Linked DNA regions of Zea mays: region 1 is linked to region 2. The links are chromatin contacts, called in public Hi-C maps. All regions are on one chromosome and are shown on one strand. Each heading gives the region's core, a stretch centred on a gene start, on an enhancer-like site or on the middle of the called end of the contact. The rest is flanking DNA. Distances are from core to core; before and after follow the strand shown. Region 1 holds the start of LOC103643956 (lecithin-cholesterol acyltransferase-like 1). Region 2 holds the start of LOC100285734.

Region 1 (5,132 bases), core at 38-2,537, 210 kb before region 2:
AAATGCTTGAGCGCATGGATCACCTGCAGAGGGCAGACCAAAGACGTTCATTCCTGTGTCACGGGCACGTTTACTTGAAACAAAGTAAAAAAAACGAACAAATAGGTGGTAGAATAAACATTTCTCTTGAAACAAAGAAGAAAAAAAAAGCAGAAATATTCCAAACTCCGTACAGAATCCGTGTAGGCCCGTCGGAAGCCTACGATGTGTAGTGAGCAGATGAGGCCCATATCCAGCAGTCCAGCACAGAGGTTAGCCGTAGCGGCCCAGTTCGGCAATGTTTGGATCCAAGGAAGCGCATGGATTCAAAACAAGCAAGCCCAGCGCCTGTCCCTGTTCCTGTCCTTTGTCGCGTCCCCCGGCCCGATCCTGTCCGGCGATCGAAGGCAGCCGGTACGTGCTTCTCAGACTGACCGCAAAGGCTGCCCCTATGCAGCCCCCTCCCCTTGCATGGCGCGTGCAGTGGGCGCTCCACACGCGCAGCGGTGCCTCCTAGCCCGTCGTCCTTCTCTCTCTCCCCCTCAATCTAGCGTGTCACTGTTCATCACCCTAAACACTGTGCTGTGGGTACACGAGTAATTGTTAGTAGATAAAAAATTGATAGTTGGTATAGAAAATGATATTTTATAGTGGTAGTGGGGTATAAGGAGAGTATTTAGGGGGAACCGCTGCGGGAGATGGAAAAATAGGAGGAAAAATAGGGGGGAAAAGTGATATAGGGGGAAAAATTTAGGGGTAACGGTTGCGGATAGCCTCAGGCTGTGCGCAGCGGTCACAGCTAGCGATCCCCCTCCCCTTGCATGCCGTCTGTAGGGGGCACCCTACGGCCGCAGCGGTGCCCCCTACAGCACCCCCTACGCGTCGGCACCCTTCTCTCTCCCCCCAGATCTAGCGTGTCACTGTTCATCACCTTAAACACTGTGTTGTGGGTCCACGAGTAATTGTTAGTAGATAAAAAATTGATAGTTAATATAGAAAATGATATTTTATAGTTGTAGTGGGGTATAGGGAGTATTTAGGGGGAACTGCTGCGGGAGATGAAAAAATAGGGGAAAAAATAGGGAGGAAAAGTTATATAGGGGAAAAATTTAGGGGTAACGGTTGCGTTGCGGATAGCCTCAACCGCCGGGATCGCGTGACCGACAGCCCCGAGCCCCAGACCCGGCGACAGCAGGGCCCTCCAAGTCTACACGCACCGCGTACAAGTTACGGTACAGGGACATTAGTCGCTGTCATCGCGTAACCACGGAATAATTACGATGGCACAAGCTCGATCCGGACGGACGGACGCGCTTGCCTTGCCTCTACCCACTGCTGCAAAGCAAGGACGACGTAACCACTACCGTTACCGCGGGCCTTCTTGAGCGGCTCCAAGGGATCCAAGTAGCATTATCGCCAATCAGTAAGTAGGCTCCAAGAGCACCGTCCGTCACCACACAACAAAGTTAGCAAGTAGCAGTGACCACCTGATCCAAAAGCAACAAGTAGGATCATGGACGTGGGGAGGCGCCTTTCGCTGGCCCGCGTGCCAGCAGTGGCCGCGCTGATGGTTATGCTGTCGCTGAGTTCGTCCTTCTGCGTGTCGTCGTCGGCGGCGAGGGCGGTCGCCAGGCCTGGCGCCGCGGAGCAGCTGCAGCGGCACCCCGTGGTGCTGATCCCGGGAGCGGGCGGCAACCAGCTGGAGGCGCGGCTGACGGAGGGCTACGAGCCGTCCAGCCTGGTGTGCCGGGTGTGGCCACTCGTGCGCGGCCGCGGTGGCTGGTTCCGCCTCTGGTTCGACCCCTCCGTGCTTGTCGCGCCGCTCACCAGGTGCTTCGCCGAGCGGATGACGCTCTCCTATGACGCCGACGCCGACGACTACCGCAACGCGCCCGGCGTCGAGACCAGGGTCTCCGACTTCGGCTCCACCTCCACCCTCCGCGGAGGACCTCGACCCCAATCTCAAGTACCCAAAGCAACCATTTCCATTCGCTCAGCTTATTATATATGCTACGGTGAGTTCCAAGTGTCATCGGTCGATGACGTGACCTGAGACCTGACGACGAACAATCGACGCGTGCTACGTGCAGGCTCCTCACGGGGTACATGAACACTCTGGCGAGCACGCTGGAGGAGGCCGGCTACGAGGAAGGCCGCGACCTGTTCGGCGCGCCGTACGACTTCCGGTACGGGCTGGCCGGGCCGGGGCACCCGTCGCAGGTGGGCAGCGCGTACCTGCAGCGCCTCAGGCTGCTGGTGGAGTCGGCGTGCGCGGCCAGCGGCGGGAGGCCCGCGATCCTGGTGGCGCACAGCCTGGGCGGCCTCTTCGCGCTGCAGCTGCTGGCGCGCAGCCCGCCGCAGTGGCGCGCGGCGCACGTGCGGCGCCTCGTCACGCTCTCCACGCCGTGGGGCGGCTCCGTGCAGGAGATGCTCACCTTCGCCTCCGGCAACACGCTCGGGGTGCCCTTCGTCGACCCGTCCCTCATCCGCGACGAGCAGCGGACCGCCGAGAGCAACCTCTGGCTGCTGCCGACGCCCAGCGTGTTCGGCAACACCACGCTGGTGCTGTCGCGGGCCCACAACCGCTCCTACTCCGCCAAGAACATGACGCAGTTCCTCCGGGACATCGGCTTCGAGGAAGGCGTGGAGCCGTACCGCGCGCGGATACGGCCGCTCGTCGAGGCCCTGCCGGAGCCCGGCGTGCCCCTGACGTGCCTCGTGGGCACCGGCGTCGACACGGTGGAGAGCCTCGTGTACGGCGACCGCGGCTTCGACGAGGCCCCCGAGAAGGTGGTCTATGGCGACGGCGACGGGACGGTGAACCTGGCCAGCCTCATAGGCCCGATCAAGGCGTGGTCGGACTCGCCGGCGCAGGTCGTCGAGGTGGTGGAGCTGCCCAAGGTGTCGCATTCCGGCATGCTCAGCGACAAGAGCGCGCTGGAGCAGATCATAAGGATCATCGATTCTATCAACCTGAACGCCACGAGCTATCATCATTCCTCTTAGAATGTTTTGCTTTAGTAGACAACTAACGATGATTTCTTTTCACTTAAATCGGCGACAGCAGCTAGTTTTTTTTATTTGGAAAAAAGTTTATTGTTTTTTCTGTAAGGATTATCGGGATTTGCTTTAGCTGGTGCCTATTAGAGTTCTCTATGTATTTCTTAATCGTTATGAATAAATTTTTTTGGGAAAAAGTACATTTAACCAGGGTTTTAAAGTAGTTATCCAAATATACTATTCTAGATTTCTCGCTAATAAAAACAGAAAATAAAAATGGTTCTCTAGAGTTGAATCAAGATATAGGAAAAATATTGAAGAATGTAAAGTTATAAACATCTTATAATAAAAATAACTTTCTAAATAATAATTCAGAGAGTGAATAAAAACACTCTTCAAGATAGACATGCTTGTTGTTTACGTCCATAAAGATATAATTGTTGGAGACAGAATCCAACAGATAGGGAAAAAACTAAATTCTAGAGCAACTCCACCGGATTCATAAAAATAACCCCCTTTCCTTAAAAAACTAACATATACATGAAATGAAAAAAAATTAGAGTACATCCTCTTTTTCAATCCACTTTCACCGTATTTTTTTCTCCCTCTCCAAAACTTCCCTTAACCCCGCAAATGGAAAAAAAATCTCTGTATAACATATGCGAACTCGTCGGGATGCAGTGTCTCGTATTCGTGACTTGTAGGCCTACAAACAGAAGTCACAAGAAGCACCAAACTAGAGATGACAATGGGCCCCGATCCCCGATTCCCCGGGGGGAAGGTTCTCCCCCCGCGGGGATGTAAACGGGGAAAAAATCCTCCCCCGATGGGTAAACGGGGACGGGGATGGGGAAACCTTCCCTATCCCCGTTCCCCGCGGAGACCCATTAAACTTATATATGATGATATTTTCATATAATATATAATAATAAAAATAAATAATTACATTGTTAAGAGATAACTCGTTGTACAAATATGTTTATTTTGATGTACACATAATGAGTTCTAACATCTGACAATGTATATAAGTGACAATATTTTGTATTAATAAAAAAGAAAGTATGTTATAATTATAATTTAAGCGGAGACGGGGATCCCCGATGGGGATTTATCCCCGCGGGGAACGGGGATGGGAAAGAAATGCCCCCCGCAAGAGTTCGTGGGGATTCCCGCGGGGATTTTTTTTTGTCGCGGGGATGGGTACGGGGAGCCAAAACCCGACGGAGATTTCCCCGTTGCCATCCGGCCAAGTGGCAGTCTCCAATTTCTGTTGATGGGCTGCAACATGATGTGTTTGTATCCGGTATGTAGAGAATTTTTTTTTCTCGCAAACTAAGGGGATTTGCCACTGCATTTTTTCTCAAACCCTTTTCTTATTCCTTCAGTCATTGGCATTACGGGGCTATATGTGTACCTGCTGCTGCCGTATGGGCGTTCGGCAGAGCTCCCGTACCTATTCTTCCAGCAAAAATTACTCTTATCCAGCGAAAAGTACTCTTGTAAAAAAATAATCCGCTTGCAAAGTTAGACCATATTTGGTTTCTTTAGTCTAGGAACTAAAGTTTAGTTAGGGGACTAAAGTTTAGTCCTTAACATATTTGGTTTTAAGGGCTACAAATAGTAAGAATATACTAAATGACTCATAATAAGACTAAAATGATATTTAACATTCTCCTGCTATTAGTACAATTGAACTAAATGAGGGGTAAATGTAAAATTAATATGGTTTAGTCCCTTTTAGCACATATGTAAAAGACTAAAGACTAAATCATTTTAGTCCATATTTTAGTCCTAGTGTTTGGCAAAAAAGGGACTAAAAACTAGAGACTAATCTTTAGTCTCTCTAACTAAACACCCCCTTAATATAGTCTTCCTTTTATACTAGAGAGTTGAAGCAAAAAAAAATGCTCCCCACTGCTCCTAACTTATTTTACAATCTCCAATCCCTCGTGAATCGCTTCACAAATCGTTTGCCAAACATTTTTTGTTAGATAGATTTACTCTTGCCAGAGAATCACTCGAAACCATTATACTAGACAATCAACTATCATAACTAGAGAACTCCAATCCCTCGTGAATCGCTTCACAGATCGTTTGCCAAACATTTTTTGTTAGATAGATTTACTCTTGCTAGAGAATCACTCGAAACCATT
Region 2 (4,891 bases), core at 2,157-4,656:
AGGTAATTTCTCGCTTCCACGTTGCCGTTCTTGGCCAGAACCTCCCCCAACGGACCGCCCATCGAAGAGTCACGGAACATCGTCGCCCAGGTTGCTTCTAGCTGGCTAGCCTCGTCTCTGTTCGCCGCAATGCCGAGACCAGTCGGGCTGTACTCGCGGCTCAGCTTCAGAGGCGACAGCATCAGCTTCTCGTGGATGGGGGATGTGGAGGCCGACGATAGCTCGGAGGATGCCATGGGAGCAGATATGGAGAGCTGTGACCTCTGAGCCTGCATGTCTTCAGCTTCGGGCCATGAAAGGCCTCCCTGGGCAGGCGTCCTGGGCCAGTCCACGAAGTGTTGCAGGGAGGCTGGGTTCTGGTGTTCGTTCATACTCTGTGAGCCGAGCAGGTTGACGTTCTCCAAGGAACTGTGAGGGGAACTCATCAGTGAATCCGATGAAACGAGGCCGAACTCTAGCCTTGAGCTGGTCACTTCAAAAGGATTGGTGTTTTGTTTCGAGAATGGGAACACGCTGCCTGTGTTTCCTGTGTTCATGGAAGTCAGCATCGAGAGGTTGTCGGAGTCCTGCATGTTTTCGCTCTCATTCTGTTTGTTCACCAGTTCCCTGCATGGATCATTCAGCAGTGGGATTAGTTAGCATGTACATCAAAGAGCGACTGAAATTTGAGGGCCCATGAACATGTTCATGTTTGCAAATTCATGGAAACACTTGTATATAGATTGAAGACTTTGGGATGGAACTCGATACTGTAAACACAACACCTACAGCCCTACACTACACTACCAGCACCTGGACAAGTATCACAATATCACATCAGAGAAGTCCAGTGTCACACTAGGGCAGCTGGAAGAATGTAGGAGAAAGCAAATAAACATTCAATCTAGCGCCAGTTTGACGAAAGCAGATAGTTTGGCTAGCAAGACCAAGACTAGACGACATATTCCTTACGTGTTACAGCATTTCGAGCACAAGCAGAGCAGAAGAAAATACCTGTTATATTGCAGAGAGCAAGGGTCAGTCGCACCCGTGGCGTAGCTCTTCGCCGGCAGCTGGTGCTGATTGACAGTGAGGCCAGCAGCAGGAGCTCCGGCGCCGGCCAGAGCAGCAGGCTGGGCAGCAGCAGCAGCCGCCGCCGCCACCGCGGACATGGCTTTCGCGGCATGGCCAGGCTGGCCTTCCACATGCTTTCTTGAACGATGGCGTCCCCGGTTCATGTGTCGCTCGCAGTACTTCTGGTCGGCGACCGCGTCCCTGGAGCACCGCCATTTCTTGCCGTCCGTCCGGCGGCACCGCCCAGGCTCCAGATCCGCATTGCCGGAGTAGCCCAGCTGGAAAGAGCCCCACCCCACTGCGCCCAACACGCAACAGCGCCAAATCAAGATCCGGAAAAGAAACAATCGACACGGCTTTTAGCATATCGATGTGCATGATGGAACTGAAGCTAGCCCAAAAAGCACACTCTCGGTCGCTTTGCTTTTGCGCTCGGTTCCCCACTCTTTCTTGGCTTACATGTGCTCGTGCCGAAGTATGAAGGCGGGTAGGGAGACGCTGCGAGGCTCCTCCTGATGGGGATGAGGAGGCTGTGAGGTATGGGGCTGTTCGCGGCCAGGTACTTGTAGATCAGGGCCTGGTGTTCGAGCTCGATCCACTGGGACGGCGTGAATGGGGCCCTCACCCTGGCCATTGCCCCCTGCATGCTGGTGCTCAAGCTCACCGAGCTCAATCCTGCGGGGAGCAAACAGGCAGGCATAGTTAGGAGAGATGAGCAGCAAAACGGTGGAAGCCAACAAGGCGCAGCCAAAAACATGTGTACTGCTTCATAGAGATGACCGCCGAGATGCAAGCGTTTCCTAAACACGATCCTAGGGCAGGATAAAAGGCAAGCAAAAAAAGACACAAAAACCTGGAACGGAGCGCCTGCATGCAAGGATCAGAAACCTGATAAGCAGCACAGATTTATAGGTGATGTCCATAGCAAGCCGACCAAGGACCACACTGTTGGGTCCCGACAGTGAACTTGAATCGCGAGGCTCCATTGTATTCTTGAGACTTTCTTGCGTGCATTCATGCTCTTTTAGCTGTTTCTTGGTTTTTAGGTTTCTGAGTGAGAAAGGGGTGAAGGTATAGGTCCGAGGTAGATCACGCCATTCTTTTTCATTCTTCCTCTAATAAGAACTAGTAGTCGTATTATCAGCAGGCGGCGTGACAAAAAGGAATCCACACGATCGCGGCGCCGTTGAGGACAAGAAAAGCGTTGGCGGATGTCAGCAAAAAGAAGTGCAAACTTATGTCGATACATATCACGGATGATTCAATAAAGCTTTTTTTAAAATACTATTTAAAACCATTTCTTTTTTCCAGAGGTGGAAGAACTTTTACAGTCGTCACTAATCTAAATCTCCAGAAGACGAAAAGAGAGAGGAAAACCCCATACAAAGATCATTGGCAGGTTAAAAGAGTCAACACTGGTCATGAAAACCCCATGAATCTAGAGTAGATGCACTAAATAACTGAAGCTAGAAGAAAGAAGAAGAGGAGAAGAAACGGAAGAGGGCACAGATCAGCTTAAGGATAAGCAGTAGTCAGTCAGTAGACATAACCAAGTAAAAATAAATAAATCTGTAGCTACGAGACCAAGAGCAAAGAGAGAAAGCAGGGTGAATCGAATCGAACCGAAAAGCAATAATACTGGAGAAGAAGTGGATAGCAAGCTTTTCAATCACCAAAATCCAATCAACAAGCAACGGGAAAAAAAGAAGTAAGCTTTGCAGCAGCAAGCGGCACCGCCACAACAAGCAGTAGCACGGGTACGCCGTCGCCGTGCTCGCGCTCACCTGAGCAAGAGGCCGGGGTCCCGTAGTACAGCGGCATGGCCCCGCCGCCATCAGCCGCAGCGGTGGAGGAGGCGCACGAGGCCGCGGCGGCGGCGGCGGCGGACGAGAAGCTGAGCATCTGCTCCCCGCCGTGGCCGGGACTGCACGAGCCCAGCAGGAACGGCGCCGCCGCCGCCTTGGTGGCAGCCGCCACGTCCCCGGCGACGACGGGCGCTGTCCCTGTCCTGGGCTGCTTGGCCCTGCCGCCGCCCCACACGTCGTCGTCTCCCCCCGCCGCATTGGGCCCCCGCCCGTGCTTGAGCAGCCTGCTAGATCCGCCGCCGAGCAGGCCCAGCTCCGAGGCGCCCGCGTCCATCACCACCGACCCGCCCAGGTCCATCGTCGCGCCCCCGCCCGCTCGCCGTGCTGTGTGCCCCCGCGCTAGTGCTGCTCGCGTCCATGCGGCGCGGGATGGGAAGCGTGGGAGTGGGGCGGAGGAGGAGGAGGCGGCGGCATTGCTTTGAGTTGTGCTCTGGTTCTAGTGGTATAGCTTGGCTAGCTGCTGCTGCCTGCTGGTGAGTGTGTATGTGTGCTCGGTGGGTGCATGGTGGTGGCCTTGGGTTTTACTTACGGGGGCCGTGGGGAGGGGTGGTTGCGGCCTGCGCTCGGGAAACCAGGCTGGTTTTTCTTTTGGAGGCAGGCGCAGGCACGGCGAGAGGAGGGGAGGCGCAGTAAAGACAGCTACTAGTAGTAGCTGGAGGAGTGGGGCGGCAGGATAAAATAGGTAAGTGCGGTGAAAATTTTAGGGGCGTTTCCGTTTCACCCTACCAGCAGAATTGGATGAGGGCGGTGCAGAGGAGGGAGAGACGGTAAAACATGGTGGATGGTATCGGTGGTAGTAGCCTGGCCAGGACTAGGAGAGAGCTATCCTTTGCCCTTTGGTTCTTGCCACTGCGGTAAAAAAGAAGGGGGGTCTTTGATGGCCATCTGATATTTTTACCGTTTTGCCAATTGAGGAGGGGAGGCATCTTTGCAGGGTAAAGTGTTGCGAGAGATGTTACCACACAGGATTGGGATTTCGATGGTACATGTTAGATGGGGACGTTATTGCCTGTTTCCATGTTCGGGACAGGGCCGCTGAAAGGTGATGTATACGCCTACTCCCAAAGTGTGACCCTTCTCGGCCTCTCACCGTCTCCTGTCACCACTCACCACTCACCACTCGGACTCGGTTCCACGGAGCTTTCGAAGAACGATCCCAAACCAAACCATGCATGCTGCCACACCACACAGGCACTGTAGCTGTACAAGGAAGCCCTCTCAGGCCTCAGGGCACTGCTCACACAGTGTGGGGATTTCTCGGTAGAGCCAGTGGTGCTGCCGGCCGGCCGGCTGCCCCGCCTGCCTTACACAGTCACAGGGGACACCGCGCGCTAGATCATCAGTAAGGCGGTGACACGATCTATAGCCATAGCGAATTATTGGCGCTGGATTCCGCCGGCCCGGGCCCCTGCAGCCGCTTGCTGTTGGAGATTAGGTCGCGAGTCGTAGACTCGTAGGCCACGCAATTACTCTAGTATTGTATGTATATCGCAACCCAGTTTGCGTGTGTGCGCGCGCGCGCGTCTCGTGCAGTGCAACACGCGCCGTAGCTAACTTTGCGGCTTGGAGCAACGCGGCAAAGGATTGGGGTTGCACGCGCTCTGGACCAGCTCGAAACTAAGGATGTGTTTCGTTAATAAGCAGAGTAGAACAGAGCGACTCAATTTTATTTTCTAAATGTTTGGTTTTTTAAAAAAGAGTGTAGTGTCTTCTGGAGTCTATATATGAAATTTATCATAAATATTGTAATGCTTCTGCTCCACAAAAATGATCGGATGCGAGTGCTCTCTCGGATGCAAGTGTTATCCTCTATTCTCTCCCCTCCATACTTATATGACTGTGCGGGCGGGCATGTGCTTCGCACGTGGCGACGACGCATTCCATCGTGTACCGAATCGATCGAACCGACACGGCTTCGTCAAGACGTGATCCAGTCAAGGCACATCAGCTCAGCTCCCGCTTGCTCGGTCCCT

The links. Hi-C and Micro-C count contacts between places; a contact is called where the count stands out from the background.
Region 1: a contact with region 2 is called in a Hi-C map of leaf, with 8 times the contacts expected there. The contact joins the promoter of LOC103643956 here to the promoter of LOC100285734 in region 2. A contact is called at or near these places in 4 of 25 Hi-C or Micro-C datasets (bundle sheath, endosperm and leaf).

Annotation. Positions count from the first base shown.
Region 1 is chr1:279,100,460-279,105,591 of Zm-B73-REFERENCE-NAM-5.0, reverse strand. It overlaps LOC103643956 (lecithin-cholesterol acyltransferase-like 1), which reads left to right and starts at 1,287. Exons shown (of 3, transcript XM_008667126.4): 1 at 1,287-1,924; 2 at 1,926-1,945; 3 at 2,070-3,186. The coding sequence starts at 1,493. The coding sequence ends at 2,985.
Region 2 is chr1:278,897,397-278,902,287 of Zm-B73-REFERENCE-NAM-5.0, reverse strand. It overlaps LOC100285734, which reads right to left and starts at 3,406. Exons shown (of 4, transcript NM_001158625.1): 1 at 2,838-3,406; 2 at 1,513-1,728; 3 at 994-1,351; 4 at 1-606. The coding sequence starts at 3,216.